3 separate regions of the Mus musculus genome follow, and all the other regions are linked to region 3. Evidence: chromatin contacts called from public Hi-C and promoter capture Hi-C data. All regions are on one chromosome and are shown on one strand. Each heading gives the region's core, a stretch centred on a gene start, on an enhancer-like site or on the middle of the called end of the contact. The rest is flanking DNA. Distances are from core to core; before and after follow the strand shown.

Region 1 (2,963 bases), core at 284-2,783, 75 kb after region 3:
GTTAAGTGGCCTCTACCTTACCTCTGGGATGCACCAAACCCTGCCTTTGTGCCCTGCACTCTGAGCCTCCCCCATTCTACACATAAACCAACAAGGACCCCAGGAGGAGCCACCAAATTGAGAGGAAGCGATTAAAGACATCTAAATCAGACCTCTCTAAACCTTCAGGCCACTGAAACTGTGCCCTGCCATCTCCAGCTGCCACCACATGAAAATGAAAGGTCTGTTTTCTCTGACAGATAGGAACCATCCAGTGATAAGACCACCACCCACCTCCTCACTGTGAGCAGAGGGCAGGGGCACTTTCAGGCTCCTGGGGCACGAACTGTCCTCATTGTCTGTTCCAGGAGTGGATCCTAGACCTCAAGCTAGAAGGCTCTGGTGGTTTGGGCCAGGTCTCAAAGGCAGCTGTTGGGACTGCCCTAGTTTCCCATTCTTCCTGAATGGAACTGAAATGCCAGCTCCATGAATTTTCACCTTGCCTCGGAGTAAATGCTATTCTACTGCTCACATCCTCACACACCTCCTCCCTGTGGGTTTGGAGTTGGTGGATGACAAGGCCAAGCTGTAGGCCACTGTGCTGTCATGTGTGACACACAGATCTAACTAGCAACTTCACCAATCCCTGCCCAAGCACCTTCGCCCTCTCCCTTCCCTAGCTTCCATCTTGATACCCACCAAGAAAACAGGGAAGGCTGGTTACCACTTTATCACCGAGCGAAGCACGGCAGCCCAGGCCTCCCTTCCAGGCAGGTATGGGAGGCTTTCTGCTCTCCGCGCACCGCCTCCAGCCCCTTCAGGCCAGGAGGGCCTCACCCGGCAGAGCTGCCACGCCTGGCGCCACCCTCCCCAGCACCTAGCTTGGCTACCTGGAACTCCACAGACATCTCCCAGGCCCAGTGTGAGCGGCCTTGACTGTGTTAAGACACTCGGAAAAAGGAAAACAAATCCGACCAAACCCTAGGTCATCCTCATCCCGATTTTCCCTAAACAGCCACTAGAACCCAGGGCCTCGGGGCCTGGGAAGTCCCCGCTGGGACAGAGGAGCCAGCCTCAGAGTAAGCTAGTTAAAACCGGAGAGGCTAGGGTGGAAGGGATTCCTTCCTTCCATCCGATGGTGGAGCAGGCGGAGCAGAAACAAGCTCTTTCTGCGGGAGGGGATCAGAAGGGGCCCGGTGCCGTCCCAAAACTACTTGAAGAAGGGTGCCCAGCGCCCAGCACCCAGACTGGTGCGGGACACGGAACCCAAGCCGGCTCCCCCGCCCACATCAACTCCAATGGGCCCGGCTCCACCCGTCAGGTGTCTGTCCTCCCTCAGGTGGCTTGCCAACGCCGGCGTCCCCACCTGGCCTCAGTCCGTGCTCAGGAGCAGGTGCACAAGAGTTCACACCGCCGCAGCACAGGAGCTCCCCCGACGGCTAGGTGCGGCTGGGAACCGCGGGCTCCTCTGCGGCCGGCACAGGCCCGCACCTGCCCACCTCGGTGCCCAGTGCTCAGAGCCTAGCCCTGGATGCCACAGCCCCTGCACGGTCTGGTCACGCCCTCCAGGTGTGGCCACATCCCCCGGAGTTCAGGATTGGTGCATTGCGAGAAATCTGATCCTCTGCGTTCCTGGGCCGCCGGCCCCGCCCTGCCTCTTCGTCACCCTACGCCCCTGCCACCGAGGGAGCGGTCCCTGTGTGGGCCTCACCCTGCGGGTGTCCGATCGTCCTGGGGACTTTGGGGGGGAGGGTTCTAGGAGTTCACGTCGAAATAGAAGAGCGTCGCCCCTCCCGTAGTGACCCTGCACAAGTGAGGGTTCTGAGACTGGGCCCCAGAACTAGCACGAGGACCTGCGTAGGTGGACTTGGCTTTGAGAAGCTACTCCAGGACTTGTCAATGCACCTTCCAGGACTGCCCGTGGACCCCGTGTTCTACCTTAAGTTCTATCTATTCAAAGGCGACCGCAATTTTCACTTTTTCCATTCTCCATGAAGTGCTAGTTGAAAGCACAGACCCTGGAGCCAGTTGTGGCGTTCAAACCCCCACCCCACCTCGCCCCTGTCTTTATCGGACACTAGAGACCTAAGAAAGTTTTCTCAGCAACCTGAGCTTCCGTTTCTTTTCTGTAGAGTGGGATTTCTAAATCGCCTGCCTGGTAGATTATGTGGGCATTCAATATGTGTCTATAAAGTACATAGCACGTTTGGTTATTATTGAAGTGAGGGTAGAATATCCCACAATACCTTGCAGAGTAAGAGTCTTTTCTGCCACCTGGAGTTCATGTCCTGTGTGCCTGACAAGTGCCACCCACCTGCCCTATCCATTGATCAACTATGAAAGCAGCGTCCAGGCAGTGAGGCAAACCCTTCACCACCAAACGCCGCTGAAACAAGGAGATGGAACATGGGCAAGGCACTTAGGAGGAAGACTGAGGGTGTAGCTCCTTTTTAGAGTGTTTCCCTAGTATATCAAGGCCCTGGGTGAGAACCTCCCCACTGTCCTAAGAATAACAGCAATGAAAGGCGTCCACCACTCAGGAGACTGAGGTGGGAAGACCAAGCCTTCCTAACCTAATACTGTATAGAGTGAAGTTAGTATTAGTTGTCATCTAGACAGCCAGAGGACAGCCCTCTGGACAATGGGGGTGGGGGTGGGATGGGGTTGTATTGATTAAGGTTAGCCTCTGAGAATGTCTTCGAGGGATTGTCTTGATTAAACTAATTGATGTGGGAAGGCCCATCTTAATTGTAAGCAGAATCATTCACTGAGCAAAAAGTGGAGAAGCTAAGCCAAGCTTTAGCGTGTGTGAATCTCTGTTCCCAGCTAAGGAAACTTGAAGCTCCTGAATATTGAAGCCCCAGGATTGACAGGCTGTGCACTCTTGAATGCAGTCAGGAAAAACTTTTCTCCCTTAAGTTTCTTTTTCTGGTTATTTTTATCACAATGGGAAGGAAAAAGAAGACAGTGAGTTTGAGGCCAGC
Region 2 (3,142 bases), core at 539-3,038, 98 kb before region 3:
GCTGAGCCCAGGTTCCTACTTTGGCACTCGTGGGTGTCCTGGCCCTCTGCAGGTCTCCATGGACGGTTGTTGTAGAAAGGGGCACAGCGGTCACAATTGGGGCCAGCTGTGTTATGCTGGCAGACACAGACATTGTTGACCTGGGAGAGGAGCCAGTGATTACCAGAAAGAAAAAACAGGAAAGTTTGAGGGCAGGACCTGCTCACTCCCCCGCAGACCAGCATGCTTCTTCCTCAAGACCTTGACTAGACACAAGCCCTTCCAGGACACTACACCTAAATGCTTCACACCTAAATGCTTCAGCCTTCACCCAGTTCCTGTAACACTGTGATGGCCCGGATCTGTATGTGAACACTCAGTGTGTGCCTGTGAGACGTCAATGCACGCGTGGTGTCCTGCATACAAGCAAGGGTTTCACAGGCTCTTTTATGCTTCTTGATACCTGTGTCATACAGGTCAGGGCTCAGTGGAAGATAGGCAACATTGGACTAATAAACTGTGGGACTCTGGAGGCTGGCAGGCTCTCTGCAGCTTCATTCTGGCAATCTGTGACTAAGCTGTTTGGCTGGTGGAACATGCATTGTAAGTTGTTACTAGACTCATTAAGATATAAAAATAGAATCACTATTGTATGCTAATTGCCTCCCCAATTAAGCCCCACCTCCACAGCCTGGCACTCAGGGACCTGTTCACTCTTAGCTCCTCTCCCCTCTCTGCCACAGCTGAATCTCTAGCCGCTACTCCTGCAAACTGGCCATTTCCCATTAGCCAACTCTGATGGATTTTTTTTTTGTCTGCCCATAATTAATTTCTACATCCATTAGCCAAATGGATCATATTCACCCCTCCTGCCTAGGCCCTCCTAGGTCTCTTTAACTCCATAAATTATAGTGTTGACTGCATGTATAGTCACCTAGACAGTGTTTTACAAACACCAGAGCCCTGGCCGAGTTCCACCTGAACCTTGAACCTCTGGGGCAAGGCTGAGGCATTGATGCGGTCCTGTGAGTTCCTCCTCACACCCCTGCATTCCTCCTACTCAGCCTCAGGCTCTCCTAATCTGTCTCCTAAGCCCTGAGAGATCCTGGGGGAATTCCCTCTGGGCTCCTTTGTAGCCTCCAGAAAGAATTGGCCCAGAAGTGGACAGAGCAGAGACTGGACAGCTCTCTCCACCAACCTCCCTCCTCCGTCTCCTGCTGTGACTTCCCCCTGCCTTTCTGCCACCAGGCTGTGCCATAACCCTTAGGTTGACACACTGATGCCCTGGGAACTGCAAGCAAAAGGTCGGTCCCAGCTCTCCTTCAGTGTAGTGGCTCTCTCCTCTTCTCAGGGTCCTCCTGTTCAGTGTGGTCATGGACTAGCAGAGCTTGCTAAACTGTAGCTTCTCTACCCTACTGCGTCAGTACTGGCCGGTGTCCGGGTGGACTTTGTGTGCAGACTAAGCATTGACCCCTCACCTGGCCCCACACCCTACTGCCAGATGGATAAACTCATCAGCTCTCAAGCCCACAGTAAGCACAACAACCTGAAGCTTCCAACCTCAGTAATTAAAGCAGAATAACTGAGAGTAGAGGCCCAGACAGGTTATTTTGGCTGTCATACCTTATAATTCATGATAATATTTTCCTATGTACACAGTAATTTCCATGGTATAGTAATGCTGTGAGACCCATTACATAAACTCATTCTGTAGTTAAAAATGACCTTGAACTCCTGTTCCTCCAGCTTCTACCTTCTAAATGTTCTGGGCTTGCCAGGTATGCACACTGTGCCCAGCCCCAAACCCACAACCTATCTCCCTACCCTTCTCTGGCCTTTCACATACTAGGCAGAGTATGAGCGCTACCACTGAGCTATGTCACCAGCAATAGCCACAACTTAAATGGAGTGTCTGTTCTGCTTTGTGGGTCTGTTCTGGTCCTACTCCTTCCACTCCACCCTACCCACCCTGGGTTGTCACCTGCACAGCAGTGGTAGAACCTCCAGGATTAGGGGCACAGCGGTCGGCATGTCCGTGACAGAAGCAACTCCCCTGTAGACGTAGCTGTGACACTGCAAAGTAGGCGCTGGGTGGATAGGAGCCCCTCTGGGGCACAGGGGCCAGCTTGGTGAAGTTGACTCTCAAGTTTGTGATGTCCCCAAGTTCTGAGAGTGGCACCAGCAAGAGGAGAGGTAAAAAGACAAGAAGTTAAAGGCCAATGGAATCTCCTTTTCTACCTTCCCATCATACCACAGACACCCCCACCCTCAGCCTTCTCACAGCATCTCCCTGGAGGGTGAGCAAGGCAAGCAGTGTTTCCCAGCCACATCGGGGAAGTAGGAAGGAACTGGGAATTTCGATGACCCAGCTTCCCGCCTGTTTCCTACCCCCACTACCAGTCCCACAGAAAAGAGGAAGACTCAAACAAACCTTGAATCTTTTTACTTTGAGATGCAGGGATAGCTGATGCTAAATCCATAAGGTTAAGTTGGACCTGATCAGAGAGAAGAAAGGTCAGGACTACAGTGGAGACATGTACATGAAGCTCAGAAGCTTCCTTCTCATTCATCCTCATTCCCCTTACACCCTTCTCAAACCTGAGGCAGACCATGGCCCTGAGGCCTGCCACTGTGCTAGTAGAACAGATGGCCACTGGACCCTAAAAGAGCATACACGGTGTGTGTGTGTGTGTGTGTGTGTGTGTGTGTGTGGTGTGCATGTGTGTATGTGTATGTGCATGTGTGTATGTATGTGTGCATGCATGTGTGTGTGTTGGAAAATATAGGTCTACCAAGAATTTCCTGCTATCTCATCTATGACACAGGAGGGCTTGTGCAATGCTTTTTTTTTTTTAGTAGTTTTAAGTTAATGGGTTTTGTTGTTGTTGTTGTTGTTGTTGTTATTGTTGTGTGTGTGTGTGTGTGTGTGTGTGTGTATGAAATGATGGTGTACCATGGCATGTATATGGAGGTCAGAGGACAACTCTGTGGAGTTGATTTTCTCTTTCTAGCTTTACATGGCTTCTGGTGATCACACTCACAACACCAGGCTTGCATGGCAAGCACATGACTCACCGAGCTATCTTGCCAGCCCTACTGTTAGTTTTTTACATTGGTATACACAACAATGGGTTTTGTCTGATATTTTCATGCATAGAAGGTG
Region 3 (2,987 bases), core at 182-2,681:
ACTGACAAGTCCTAACATGCAAGGTAACTCATGTTCTTTGGGGTGCCTCTGCTATAAAATATATGGTAGAGACAAGCATCTAGACCTTATGGTGGTCTGTGGATTGCAGAGCAAGAATAGAGTAGCATTTCTTCAGTGGGTTGGATGGCGGCCCCTGGAAAGACATCCACATCCTATAGACATAATTTTTTTAGAAGGATCTTTGTAGGTTTAATTGAAGGAAGGCTCTTGAGGTGGAATCACCTTGGAGTACTAAATCCAACAACAAGTACTCCATGAGAGACACTGGACCAAAGATGGAAGGAAGAGAGGCCATACGAACATACGGTCACAGACTAGAGCAGGGGTTCCATCAGCAATGCTGGCATCCAGGAAAAAAAAAATCCTCACTTAGCACTTTTGAAGAAAGCATGGTTCTCCCTACTCATTGGTTTCACACATCTCCAGTCCACAACTGTGAGAATAAGTCTCTGCTATCTTAAACCACCCACCTTGTTACTAATTGTTCCAGAATCCCTAAGAGTTGAATGAATGGCTTTCTTGTCCTGCTCAGAGTGTGACCAAACAAGATAATGTCCCTCTGTGGAAGAAATGGACACTGGAGTATTCAAGGTGACAGGACATGGTGTCAGTCCTGACCTCAGTTACGGGGATTACTTCCAGAAGGCTCAAAGGAGCCATGTGTGGTAGTGCACGCCTGCCATCCCAGCACTTGGGAGTGAGGAAGGGGGATCAAGAGTTCAAGAGGTCACCCCAGTACATAATAGCATGAGGCCAGCCTGAAGTATATGGGACGCTCGCTGTCTAAAAGGTAACTGGGGGTGGGGAATAATTCTCACGTGCACACTCTTTCAACTTTGCTAAAAGTTTGACATCATTTCAAAAGAAAAAAGTATTTGTCCTAGGAACCCAGTGGAGTGGAAGATGTGGGGGTAAATTCTTTGGGGGTTTGCCTTCTGGGCTCTTTGGTGATCCCTGTGGTAAACACTCAGATCACCACTTGTTTCCAGGTGGGATTGGCTCTATCCTCTCCACCATCAGCTTCCTTGCTGAATTTTCAAATGATTGCCATTTCAAAGGCACATTTCCAACTTCTTTAACTGAATACTCTAAAAAACCAACCAACCAAACGAACAAAGCAACCTAGACTAAAAAGCTCCAGTCCTGCTTTTCTTCAGACTTGTAGAGAGACCCAGGCAAAGGAACCGCATTACCGGTTGGGCAAGCTCCTGCTTGAAGTCTACTATGTTTCCATGGCCTGAGCCCTAACCCTAACCCTAACCCTAACCCTAACCCTAACCCTAACCCTAACCCTAACCCTAACCCTAACCCTAACCCTAACCCTAACCCTAACCCTAACCCTAACCCTAACCCTGATTCATCCTAGACCCTGCACTCCAAGCCTCCCTTTGACCTCTGGTGTTCAGCTAACGAGCCCGTGTGCACAGCCTGTATGCCAGCTTGCCAGTTCTGGCTACTCTGCAGTAGCTGGAACGCAGTGCTTTGGGAATAGTTCTAATCGCACATTCTGTCCCATTTATGATCACATTTACATTCAGACATGTCAGACTCCTTGTCCCATATTTTGCTTTAGAAAATATAGTCACTGCAGCTCTATCTGTGTCTAAACATTCCTGGATGAGAATCAGCTGCATATATGTCTTGCTTCTGTGTCTGCTTCTGTGTTAACTAGAAATTAACCTTGAGCCTAATACTTACAGGCTTCTCAGCCCCTCGGTGTTACAACTGCTCCAAGCATATCAGGACAATCTCTTTACAAATTACCTCTGTTAATGAGGTTCTGATCCTGCCAGGCGTTTGACTGTCAGTTGCACAAGTAGCTCCCACAGGGTGTCATTGGGAACAAGGTGACCCTTTCCTCTCCTGCCCACCCAACCCTGTTCCGTGGGAATCTGTCCTTCCCAGAACATGCATGTGACTTGGTGACTCTGACATGATTCAACCCTTTTCTTCCTGCTTCCTGTCTTAAGCATGCTCTCACTTTGCTAGTTAAAATGCCAAGATGTGCAGCTTAACTTTAGCAAAAGACTTTCCCACACAATGCTAATCAGTTTATGAGACAAGTTTATTCCACATTTGCATCTAGAACATCTTACAACGTTTCAGAAAGCTGAGAAGGACAAACTCCTTCAAACATCCAGGTTCTTTCATTTTCTTTTGAAGAGGCCCTGTGTGATCGAGGGAAGTCTTGTGCTTGCTCTGTAGCTGAGGAGCACTTTGAACCCCGCCCTCCTGATTTACTTCCAGAGTGCTGGGATTGCATGTATGCCACCATGTGTGGTTTATGTGGTATGTCGTGTGGGAAAGTATTTACAAATAGGAAACAGACTTGAATTAAATGCCCAAGGTTGTGTTGGAATGTGCTAGGGGCCAGGAAGTTGTCTTCTTTTTCCTGCTTTTGTGATCTGCCCCAGATTTTCTTCTTTTATGGGCCTCTGGCTCACAATCATTAACAGCAATTCCTAAATCAAGAATCTCTGGGGGCAGAGGGGGGGGATACTGAAGCCCTGAAAATCAAGGGTTTCCTCTCTGTAATTAAGCTGACCTGAATTGAGGCTTTTTATCTAAGTGCGGAAATAATAATATTGGCTTCCCAGGTGTTTCTAACCTCCAAAGGGTAGGGCGGGGGCTATGACACTGCTCACCCTCCTCCCTTGTTTTTTTTTTTTTTCCTGTGCTCCAGCTGCCCTGACTTGACCCTTGCTTAATAATTCTGTAATTTTTTATATATATTTAAAGGTACCCTATACTACATGTGATGGTAAATGTTAGTTGTCTTGATAGAATCTAAAATTACCTGGGAGATAAGCCTCTGAGCAGGTCTGTGTGATGTCGATCATATTGGTATGGGTTGTGGGTGGGAAATTCCCTATCGGTGTATTCTAGGCTGCTTATCAGATATCCTGCATATAAGACATTTACATTACAATTCATAACAGTAGAAAAATTACAGTTATGAAGTAGCA

Evidence for each region. Hi-C and Micro-C count contacts between places; a contact is called where the count stands out from the background. Capture Hi-C pulls out chosen DNA fragments and counts their contacts.
Region 1: a Hi-C map of liver shows a contact between it and region 3, with 1.8 times the contacts expected there. The contact joins the promoter of Irf6 here to the enhancer-like site in region 3. A contact is called at or near these places in 4 of 39 promoter capture datasets (the 3T3-L1 cell line, liver, maxillary cranial neural crest and 1 more), 1 of 484 Hi-C or Micro-C datasets (liver), 1 of 115 datasets of contacts at active chromatin or transcription factors (embryonic stem cells) and 3 of 9 other capture datasets (adipose tissue, liver and pancreatic islet).
Region 2: a contact with region 3 is called in a promoter capture Hi-C map of liver. The contact joins two enhancer-like sites. A contact is called at or near these places in 8 of 39 promoter capture datasets (the HPC-7 cell line, HPC-7-derived erythroid cells, cranial neural crest and 3 more), 1 of 15 datasets of contacts at CTCF or cohesin (CD8 T cells), 39 of 484 Hi-C or Micro-C datasets (the AML12 cell line, the C2C12 cell line, CD4 T cells and 27 more), 4 of 115 datasets of contacts at active chromatin or transcription factors (the HPC-7 cell line, double positive thymocytes, effector CD8 T cells and 1 more) and 4 of 9 other capture datasets (adipose tissue, embryonic stem cells, liver and 1 more).

What each region holds. Positions count from the first base shown.
Region 1 is chr1:193,151,682-193,154,644 of GRCm38.p6, reverse strand. Irf6 (interferon regulatory factor 6) reads right to left here and starts at 1,533. Exons shown (of 8, transcript NM_016851.2): 1 at 1,346-1,533.
Region 2 is chr1:193,324,892-193,328,033 of GRCm38.p6, reverse strand. It overlaps Lamb3 (laminin, beta 3), which reads right to left. Exons shown (of 23, transcript NM_008484.2): 7 at 2,411-2,474; 8 at 1,961-2,145; 9 at 20-140. Among named protein-coding and RNA genes, the nearest start is that of Gm51741, 17 kb to the left of the region's middle. Within about 2 kb of position 1,788, at least 40 of the 459 cell types and tissues checked have an H3K27ac peak or open chromatin away from gene starts, as enhancers often do. A contact at or near this core is called in adipose tissue, liver, muscle stem cells and 1 more, where this site is marked.
Region 3 is chr1:193,226,200-193,229,186 of GRCm38.p6, reverse strand. The region is part of intron 4 of Hsd11b1 (hydroxysteroid 11-beta dehydrogenase 1); the gene reads left to right. Among named protein-coding and RNA genes, the nearest start is that of Hsd11b1, 15 kb to the left of the region's middle. Within about 2 kb of position 1,431, at least 40 of the 459 cell types and tissues checked have an H3K27ac peak or open chromatin away from gene starts, as enhancers often do. A contact at or near this core is called in adipose tissue, liver, muscle stem cells and 1 more, where this site is marked.